Regions from separate parts of the Gossypium hirsutum genome. Here regions 2 and 3 are each linked to region 1. A link is a contact called in public Hi-C data. All regions are on one chromosome and are shown on one strand. The core of a region is the stretch at or near the end of the contact, and the rest is flanking DNA. Distances in the headings are between cores, read along the strand shown.

Region 1 (3,715 bases), core at 527-3,026:
CCAAATGACTCGTTTCAAAACATCATTGAAAAGTTTGAAGGAAACACAATGCCAGTGATGCACTATGCGAGGCATGAACACCTAGTATGATGTCACGGCTTTATTTCTCTTATTCTCGTTTAGCTCAACTTTAATACTTACATTATCTTAAGCACATTAAACATCAATTACACAATTCATTTGGACGAGGGCATAAGTCAAGTTAGACTATGCTACTTGGACTAGGGTGTGAGTGTCAATAAAAATGTGTCCGACACAGGCATGTTAATTTTTTTTCTAAGTTTCCCCATGCATTTAGAGGATCCTTCAAGCTCATATCCCCATACCCATGTCTAGATAAGTGTCGGACACAAGTAATTCAGGAAAAGTAAAGAGTCAAAGCTAGGCCATATAAGATGCTAAAGCTACCTACCGATTGAACCAACCCTAAATTTACACTTGATTGCTAGTGAAACTAAGCTAAAAGAGGATCAATAAAATCTAAGTCAATCAGTACTTCAGGCACCAAGAGTTTCCAACAGCCTTTTGGGAATCTAAACACGAGAGGCAGCTCATTGAATACAGAAAGAGTAACTCCACTGTGATGGATGTGTATGCCAATGAGGCTATGCAACAAAATAGGGTACCACAAAAACTATGTTAGTCGAACTAGCATGTGAGTGTCAGATACGAGTATGCGTCCAGCATGGGCATATGCTATTTTTTTCTGATTTTTTCTATGTATTTAGAGGGTCCTTGGAGAGTCATCTCCCCATATCTCTGTCTAAAATGTATCTGATACGGGTACGAGAAAAAGGAAGAATTGGGTCAAAGTAGCTTCAAAAGAGTATAAAAGCCTAAATATTTCAAAACATATAGAAATAATCCAACAAGCCACCTAAAGCTTGTCTGCATAATCACTGCTTGCTTAAAAGACAGCTTAGAAAAAAATCTGACCAGCAACATTTACATAATTCTCTTCCAATCATTCCAATAAACAAACAAGAGGTTCAATTTATACATCCCTTTTAGGATCAAACATGCCAACCTTATCAAACAGTTTAGCCAGTAAGCTATTCAATAGTTCTTCATTATCCAATACAAGGTATCACAGGTGTCCAAAATACTACTTAGGCAACACAGTATAATAAATACTTTCAGTTTATCGCATTCGGCATTACATATATGATCAATGGCAGTGCAGAAATTCAATAAAGCGTCAAATTTAAAATGCCATATCTCAAACCAGTCGACTGTGAAACATATCAGACATCTATTGGATCCTAAATTCGATTTAAATTATTCAAATAACACTCAAAACTGAAGCAACCCAGAGCAATAAAAAGAACTAGATTAAAAAATACAAATAAAAAACCCATCAAGACAATGCTGAAAATATCACATTTGTTATAAACCCCATTAATGAAAACACCACAGAAAATTTACATATATATAAATATATAGTCAATCTAAAAAACCGAAACCCATAACTCAAAGCAGATCAAAGTTCCAAACTTTAAACTCAAAAAAAAAAGAACTCTTAAAAATAAAAATATAACCTTTATTTTCAAGGGCCATCATGATCTTGTCTATAATTAAGATCCACAGGCAAGTACATCAGATCCTCTTGTTTTTTTCCCTCACCTATAGAAAATAAATGATACTAAATAAATAAAAGAACCCAAAAAATGGAGCGATTTCGAACAAAAAGAAAAGCGTAGAGAAGAGACTAACCTTGTCTGATGCTAGAGAGAGCAAAAAGAGACAATGGTGAAAAGAAGTTTATGTATATTTGATCTGTACATGGGCCGAGTTCGAACCGGTTCGATTTCGAATCGGGTCGTGGGCTGCCTGCTGCACTGGTTAAAAAACGCTAAATTATGGTATTAGTCCTTTTACTAAACTGAACTTTTAGATTTATTTTTCTCTACTTTTATATTGTTATTAGTAGCTTCAAATTGATAATACAATTAGTCATTGCGTTGTCTATTTTTATTTTTACTATTAGTCCATCACATAATTAAAACTAGGTAGAACTCTAATCAATTATATTTAACCAATAATAAATTTACATTGTCACAATAAGTCACGTAGTAAAATTTGTTCTTGGGTTTCGGGCCTCTCTAGTCTTTATCTTGTACTACCTATATTGTTCGTTTTGTACTGATTGTATTTTTTTATGGGACTTGCGTTTGATACTCATTTGCTTGGAAATTAAATTTTTAGTTAATCAAAAAAATTTAGATTCCCATTAATGGGGTAATGTAAGATTTCGGAATAACATTTACTTTAAAATGATAATCTCATTTTTCAAAATACAAGGGTAATCTCAATACAATTTTTTTCCTTAATAATGTAAAGATTCTCGAAGAAATACCAATTTTACCTTTAAACCATGGGTCTATCCTCTTAATTAATATTTGGATTTAATTATTTGTAACTCATTTCTGTATTTGATTAATATAATTAATTTATTTATTCTTTTTATTTTTATCAAATTAAAATTTAACAATTAATTCATTTTGCATCCTGTTGTTGCGTTTTGATTTCTCTTTGCTTCCCATATTTATATTATTGTATAATTTTTTATGGTTTAAAATATTAGTTTACAAGAAACTTATAGTTTACAAGAATGAACATTTTATAACCTTAGAGGTTCTTGAAAAATCCCTCAAGAATCTCAATCTGTAGACAATTTTAGTCGCTGATTATTTTAAACTAAACCGTTGGATCAGGAGAGTTCAACTACAAATAGAAGTTTTTCCTCTTATTTGTAATTATTTCATTTACTCAAACACCTGATATGTTATCGCTTTCTTTTTTTGTCTTTCATGTTTTATTTTGGTGTCTTAAAAAATTTCCAGAACATTATTTGTTGGGTTAAAGATCTAGGTTTGGGATAGGTATTAGAATTTATTGAAAAAAAAAATTTATTCATAGTATTTCCGGGCCAGTTATGAAGTTTATGAGAAAGCCCAGAATCCAATCCATCAAAGACCATTCTAAGCTAATGGAATCAAAGGGGTAAAGAGTAGAAGCTGGAATTCCATCATGTTTTATTTTTAACGTTCAAACTTAATTCATGTAGCAAAGAGTTTTTGTCATCTCTATTTCACAAACCGTATTGATATTCAACTCTTTTCCTCTTCAAAAAAAATTTGTTAAATGCTTTATCACACTATTACAACTTCATATTTCTTTCATGTTTCAATTCAGCTAAAGGGTATATTCCTACTTCAATTTTCCTTCCTTAACCTATTATCGGACGTTTATTCCGCATCCCAGTTTGGAATGTTAGCCGTTGCTTCGTTCACCATCTTCACAAGCGTCACCTGCAGACACAATAATTCAAGTACATGAAACCGGAGATGAAAAGTTGAACCCAAATGTGCTATGTATGTCTCAACTTGTTTCAGCTGAGTCAAGCTCAAAAAAGAATGCCGTATGACTTGGCTCCGCTGAACGATCCATAGTCACCAACAAAACAAAGACTATCTCAAACCTAACGGAAAACACAATACAAACACCGCAATATCGGTCCCTAAGATTGGTCTTATACCATTTCTTAATACTTATATTTGTAAATACGTACCACGCTTTCTGGGACCCCTGGAGGAGGCAAGGGGAGATTTCGTGGTGGTGGTCCTCGTAGAAACGATCTCTTGTCAAATCGCCACTCACCGATTTTACCATATGTTAACTCACCCTGAATGTAAAATGAAGGCAATCTTGAAAC
Region 2 (3,715 bases), core at 334-2,833, 240 kb before region 1:
CTCCACTTTATCCACATAATTCCTCTTCAAACTCACCTCATCTCTTCCATTTTCAGTATCCCCTCTTCGCTCACTCCAACCTCCTCTCTCATTCAATCTCGACCAAACCTCCAATCCTCCATCTTTCCCCACGAATACCTGCCTTTTATAGCAATGCAAATGAACCTCATTCCCACCATAGCTAGCTTCTCTCATGCTAGGATTTGTATCTTCCATATATACCCAAGGATCATCACCTAGTTTACGAATATCTGCCATTGCCAAATCCCCAGATTTTGAACATATCTTGAAGAGTACCGAATCGTCAATATCAACACCGACGTCGGCGAATGAGTCTCCGAACCTGCTGCTCCGCCCCGAACCTGGCTCGTTAGTTTCCCATACCACTTCCTTCCTTCTCGGGTCCCATATCCTAATATAACCCGAGTAACCAAATGCCCCACATGTGACGGCACTTCCGATAACCAAACCAGTTTCCGGTAGCCACGTCACTTTTCCGGGGACTGTGTTCTTGGCGGCGCTTCCTGATTGGCGAGTCAACTCTGATGAGACCTGAAGCGTTGATTTGTCGATAACGAGGACGCTGTTTTCTCTATGGGGACAATCGAATGATACGAAGACCGAGTCGGGTGAGTTAGCGATGGCGCAGACTCGGGCTTTGTATATCCGTGGGTCGTCCTTGTCAGTCCAATGAACTGAACCGGTGTAGCGACGGCTGGAGAGGTCGTAGATATGGAGACCCGATGAGGATTCGGATCCGACAGCGGCTATTTCTGGCCATACCCGGCAAATCGAGGTGATATCATCGAGATGCGTACGGACGGCGGTGGAGTATGATAAGTAGGAATCGTATATTGAAATTTGACCACCGTGAGCGATCCAAAGTGAACCATCTTCTCCGGCGGAGAAAGTGGAAGGAACAGCGTCTGAGGCAGGGCGGATGGTATCGACGATGGCGGCGTCTATGCCATGAAGCGGCGAGGGCAAAGAGGCAGAGCGGAGACGGGACTCCACGCCGTAATAAAGAGCCTCTTCGGCGAGTTCCTGGATAGAGAAGCGGCGGAGGGCGGCGGAAGGGAGGCGGTTAGAGCGGAGGAGGGAGAGAAGGACGGAAAAGATTTCAGGATCCCGGTCAATGAAGATAGGGTTATAGGCAGCTCGGTTGGAAAGGGCAGCAAGGAGGGAATCAGGACCGGCGGACTGGAGGGTGGAGAGGGTAGTTTCAAAAAACTTGCCCCCGACATTGAGCTTTATGCGGCGGCCAGGAGTGGTTGGATTGGAAATTTGGGCAGCCATTGAAGTCATATAATTCAATGATTAGAGCTTTGAGATCCCCTTTAAGAAACCACAGCTTTGTCTGTAAGCTTTAAAGTCGACGCTTTGGGTTAAATATAAAATATGAAAAAGTAGGGAACCTCCCCGAAATCATCGACTTCAACACTGTTACATTTCTCTCAAACATTTCATCGAACAGTCTATAAGCAAATGTTTAACGTTTCTTCCACCACACCGCTCGGCATAATTGAAGGATTAAAGCTTTTCATTAACTTGAAGGATTGGATGGAGAATCGATCATAGATAAATAGTATGCTTCATGATTCGATTTGTAAGCTTACCATGAAACGATTAACGTTGATTTATGTTATTTTAGTTTGCAATCTCATAGTAACATATATCGCCATCGGTACCACTCAAAGAGCTTAACATGCATTCCACCAGCTCACAAAATTACAAAGCTTCACTTCTTTTTTCACCACACTAGTGGGAAAATCCCATCCGCCATTGAAGTAGCTCATCTAAGCTTCCCCACAGCTTTCAATGACACACCGTAGTGTATGTGATCAATGATCCCTCGACAAGACATCTCAAATAAGGCTGACCGAGAAAACCCTCATATAGATTTCGTTCAAATACTATGTAAATGTATTAGGGTCGATTTGATTTTCTGCTCACAAGTTGAAACCTCGTATGCATACATGATTGGAACGATACAAGGGATATGGATTTCGACGGTGCAACACAAGCTATAACATTCTTAAATGCAGTTAGAGAACACCCTTAAATGCAAGCTTTATACTTCAAAATCAATAGACTTGGCAACATCTCCCAGCAATGAAACATAATCAACTATGTTCTTCGAGGAAGTCTCATATTTCCATATCTATGCCTGAATATGCATCGGAGACATGAGTGTTCGAACACAAGAAAATCAAAGAATCGGAAACAAAAAATCTTGGTGACGAGAACAAACAACTTCAGACCTGGAAAATCAACCTCCGGTATAAATGAAAAGTAACCAAACCATATCATCACCAAATAAGTAAAGCAATCATTTTCCATATGTATGATTGTATTTAGAGGAACACCAAAGACGGAAAAAAAAAAGCTCATGGCTGAGAAAAGCATATGGAGCTCCTAATAGTTTCAGATTCCAAACAAAATGATAACCAACTACCCTGACCATGATTTACCACATAAGTTGATCTATGAATAACATCATATTGCTAAAAAATTATAGCACATGTTAGTGTACCTCAACCATTAGAGTAAAAATTCTCCCATACTTGATACCAACCAGTATAAGGAATAATAAACAACCACAATATGGATCCATCAAAACAACACACTGGATTCATCTCAATTATGGCAGCCAAAACTCCTAATTAATTTCTCCAACAAGTAGGGTAAGAAGCAGATTTGCAAGTTCTATTCAAAATTTAAACATAGCAAGAGAACAGTAATTTCACATGCGAAGTTCCAAGACAAAAGCCAATATAAGAAAATATTTACGCTCGGTTTAGTACATTATTTCTCGACTACCATGACAAAAAATTTAACATTTGTAGAAGAGAAAACAAGCTGATTGAAATATATTTTTTATATCTCACTTTCTATAGTAGTGTTGCCAAATTTATAATATATATATTAAGGAACAAGATGACAAGCAAGCTAGAGACAAGATATTACACCAGAGAATTAATATGGAAACTACTACTTGATAACCATGAAGTGATTCTTCAAGTACAAGAGATAAATTAAAAAGGGAAAAAAAACCTTAAAGCAAGAGACCTCGAAGTCTTTAAGGTTTTAAAAATGATGCCTAGGAAATGAAATTAATGGTTATCTCATAAACCTCACAAAAATGGGGGTGAATAAGTGGTTGAAAGTTTAGCCATAAAACTAATACATCATGAAACTGATAGTTCATAGAATATGCCAGTCAGCCGAGACAAAGTAAACAACCAGTGACAATTAAATAAGGGATCCATCCATTTACATGACAATCAGGTCAAGGGATGAGGAGAAAAGAACAGATAAAACCTATTGTAGTCATTATTAGACCTGTACGAAGTTAATCCTTCGCTCGTTAGGCCTTTGAAATAAAGGTGCAACCTGAATATTACATGTAAACAACTCTATTTCAGTTTTCCTCAAAAATGGAACCTGAGTTAAAGCTGAGTTAAAGCTAAAGAACCCGAATTCATTATAAAAAGAGAAAGCCCAAAACTGAGTGTCAACATATCAATTACATGAGCACATTATTCACATTATTATACCATTTCATCCTGTACGAATAATACATATCGATATGTAAATGAGCAATGCAACTATATCATGATAATATCAAATCTTAACTAGAAGCTAACCTCGAATTGCATGATCCTTTATATAGACAAATCTGAAACAGAACAATAACCAGTCATGAAACGAAATG
Region 3 (3,715 bases), core at 514-3,013, 160 kb before region 1:
TTGAATACCTTGTTAAGATGTTAAATTTGAATATTTGAGTTTGTTTAGCATGAATTGGAAAGTTTTGAATTAAGAAATGTGATGATTTGTGAACATATTGAATGGTGGTTGTTGGAAACTATGAAATAGGTACCAAATGATTCATTTTTACCAAAAATAGCGTCCACGTCCCAACACCAACCTCTATTGTCTCAACGTCAACCCACAATAAGTGACGTCGCGACGTCGAGTGGCCTAAAGTCTTGACTGACATACTATTTTGGCGATGCCATGACGTGGAAGAGTTGACATCATGATGTCGGCCCTACTTTTAAAACTTTTCAATTTGGTCCTATTTCATGCTTGGGTTGATAAAAGAGCTTTTGTAAGCTCGATTAAGACTTAGGATTGATTGTTTAATATAATTTTGAATGTGATTAACTCTTGTTTGCATGTATAAATGATTATATGTTGTCTGGTTGGTCGTGGTTGCTCCGACAACGAATGCAGCATTCCGTAGCTCGAATCTGATGATTAGGTCAAACGAGGGGTGTTACAACCTTAGTCTCAGAACTTGGGTTTGGCCCAACCCATATTAAAAGTAAATATAATATTAACCAAGTCTAAGGTAAATTCACATTATTTTATTAAACTCTAACTCAAGGCCCACTAATCTTCCAATAATAATACATAAAATCATGGATTCATGCTTCATGCAAACAATTCATCATAGAAATAGCATACTTTACATGCGATCTTTTTTTTACAAAATCAAATCAATTAGCATTTCAGAAATACTTGGATCTCACCCTTTTTTTTATACATATTAGTGATGCATAAGAATCTCAAACAATATAAATACTTATAGCATCGGGATACGGGCAGTAAGACGATAGTAAAAGTAGGCACATGGTATGTTTATGGGAACATGACATACGGTGTGGATAACATCTCAGTACAAAAATATCCTTAAGATTGTTAACAAATATTGCATCAAGTTATCAAACCAAGAATACGAGTTGAATAGATTAAGATGTGTTGGACATTATCCTTAAGGATATTTCGTTGTAGCATATCCCCCAAGATTTCAAAAGCTCTTCTATTATAAAACGAGAACAAAAGTCGATAATAGATCACAATAGAAAAAAAATACTCAACAATCTCTTAAGGATGGAAAGGATGAGCGAGAGGAGAAGAAAATAGTTCTTGAAGTGCATTTAGAGTGAAAGTGAGTCATGATATTTATAGGACATCTATTGGCTACAAATACCAAAAGTATGTTAATTGACTTAGCTAAAAATAGTTTGAAATGATTTAATGAATCTAGACTTGGATAAATATAGAATCAATATTTATCAATAGATTAAGCTATTTTTAGCTTGACAAAATATGTGTTAGTAATTATGTAATTTACTTTTCTTAAACTCTAAAAAATTAAATAAAAAATAATTTAAAAAACAAAAGGGCTCAGACGCCGCAATATATCATGCGCAAATCCACCAATTTACATTACATTGGCCATTTAGGCTCAGCTCTAATTCGCGTGAGTTTACCCTCTCAATTTGGTTTTTACTAGAACAATAAAGCCTAATTCTTTGGTGTTTACTCAAAAAAAGAAGAAGAAGAAATCATATAATTGGAAAGCCTGCTATTAAAGAAGTTAAGGACTTTGAGGCCCCCACAATTCTTTGGGGTCCAAGCCCGCTTATTCGAGCCTTAGGCTTATTTTATTTGGGCTAATATAATAATCGTAATATCATGGTTGAGATGAAGGACTGTTATCTGTAAGGATGGATGCTTTACATTAGAGAATAGGTTTGGGTGGTATGGCAATTGGGCTTCGACATATGCAGCTAAGACCATGTGCCTGCGAATTTAGTAATGACATTAACTACAATTGGTGATGTTTGATTTGGATCGAATTAATTGGTCAAACCGAGAATTAGATAAAGTGTTAGTTTAAGAATTGAGTTAGATCGGTTGATTCACAAATTAGATATATCTCTAATTATAAATTTTAAAGTATAATCCTTAAAAGATTTATTAAATACAATGAAAGTTTTAGGAAAAAAAACATTAAACATTTCCATGTCACATTGATAAATTTGGAATTTAATTATACCAAAATCCATCCTAAATAATCTACATATATCAACCTTAACGAATGCTTACCCTTGATTGAAACCCAATTTAATGTTGACTAAATTACTAGATCATGAGTCTAGCTTTCTCTTCATTTACAGGCAACCATCAATCAACCAAGCAAAGATGATGAGAAAAAAAAAATATCTAAGCTCGTAATCCAGTAAAGTTGACATATAGGGTTATTAGCAATAGACAACAACTTGTATTCTTTAATGATGAATCTTCAATTAAGAGCCAATTTAATGTTGACTTTGTTGAATTATGAGTTTAATGTTCTTTTCATTTGTATGCAATCATTAATTGATGAAGAGATAAAAACTAGACTCATAATCTAACAAAGTCGGCGTAAAAGGGCTATTAGCAATATACAACAACTTGTACTTGCCAATGATCAATCAACATATATTGATCCCTAATTGAGAGCCAAGTTAATGTTGACTTTGCTGAATTATCAGTCTAGTTTTCCTTTTACTTATAAGCAACGGTTAATTTGACTAAATAACGATGACTCATAATCCAACAAAGTCGACATTATAATACTTTTAGCAATAGGTAACAACTTGTATTAGCCAAAACTGGATGAACCGATACTAATTAATTAATCGTTTATAATCAATTCCGATTTATCTAGTTGGTTTACTTAAAAAATTGCTCATCCATAATTGAAAGCCAAGTTAATATCGATTTTACTGAATTATGAGTCTAGCTTTCTTTCTATTTGCATGCAATTATCAATTGACCAAGCAATAATGAAAGCTAAACTCATAATCCAGCAAAATTGACATTACAGCTAACATTATTGGCAATGGCGACCATTCCATATTTCTATATATTTCAAAGGGGATGATGAGAGAGATGAGAGGTAAATGTATTTATAGGGTTCAAAGGCTAATCAAATTCTTGGAGAAGGGAAAATCATCAATAATAAACAATTACATATTAATTACTTATACAAATAGTTTACAATTTTTCCCCAAGCGAAAATTACTTGGTAATTGACGTTACTTTTCCTTCTATTTTTGAAGAAAATGATGGGTTCACATTAATCAAATTATATATGAATAAAATTGCATATTGCATGCATGTAGGCTTATTTCTTCTAGGAAAGTTCATTCAATATATAGGTTATTGGAATTTCTTGAGTTAAAAAAATATAAAATAAAATAAAATATATGGAAATAATAATTATAAAATATAAACAATATATATTAAAATTAAATAAAAATGATGTTTTGAAGTTTAAGTTTTTTTTAAGTGAAACTATATGTATTAAAGAAAATAAAATCAGGAGGAAACCACCATTTTAGATAAACTTGGCCGAAGGAATAATCGAAATAAAATTTCTCTTCCAAATATTTCACTTAAATAGATCCAAAGTATGAACAAATTTGATTTTTCATTAACTAAAAATTTAAAAAATTCGATATATAAATTCTTTAGGCTTAATTTTATTTTCATATCATTAAATTAATATATTACATCATTGTATATTTTATTTAATAATTAAATTTAAGTTTGGCAAATTTGAATAATTATTAAGTTTAAATATTTATTATACATATATAATAATTACATTAAAATTTATTTAATA

Evidence for each region. Hi-C and Micro-C count contacts between places; a contact is called where the count stands out from the background.
Region 2: a contact with region 1 is called in a Hi-C map of leaf, with 2.1 times the contacts expected there. The contact joins the promoter of LOC107955340 here to the promoter of LOC107962347 in region 1. A contact is called at or near these places in 11 of 34 Hi-C or Micro-C datasets (callus, leaf, petal and 1 more).
Region 3: a Hi-C map of leaf shows a contact between it and region 1, with 2.1 times the contacts expected there. The contact joins the enhancer-like site here to the promoter of LOC107962347 in region 1. A contact is called at or near these places in 5 of 34 Hi-C or Micro-C datasets (all in leaf).

What each region holds. Positions count from the first base shown.
Region 1 is chrD06:62,804,281-62,807,995 of Gossypium_hirsutum_v2.1, forward strand. It overlaps LOC107962347 (3'-5' exoribonuclease 1), which reads right to left and starts at 1,777. Exons shown (of 5, transcript XM_016898689.2): 1 at 1,714-1,777; 2 at 1,539-1,623. The coding sequence starts at 1,560. It overlaps LOC107962348 (hydroxyproline O-arabinosyltransferase RDN2), which reads right to left. Exons shown (of 9, transcript XM_016898692.2): 8 at 3,572-3,685; 9 at 3,014-3,311. The coding sequence ends at 3,249.
Region 2 is chrD06:62,564,936-62,568,650 of Gossypium_hirsutum_v2.1, forward strand. LOC107955340 (protein ENDOPLASMIC RETICULUM-ARRESTED PEN3) reads right to left here and starts at 1,584. Exons shown (of 1, transcript XM_016891090.2): 1 at 1-1,584. The coding sequence starts at 1,305. LOC121218622 (protein ELC-like) reads right to left here. Exons shown (of 2, transcript XM_041096117.1): 1 at 3,648-3,715; 2 at 2,035-2,167. The coding sequence ends at 3,701.
Region 3 is chrD06:62,646,223-62,649,937 of Gossypium_hirsutum_v2.1, forward strand. No RefSeq gene overlaps it. Among protein-coding and RNA genes, the nearest start is that of LOC121218624, 14 kb to the right of the region's middle. Within about 2 kb of position 1,764, at least 3 of the 9 cell types and tissues checked have an H3K27ac peak or open chromatin away from gene starts, as enhancers often do. A contact at or near this core is called in leaf, where this site is marked.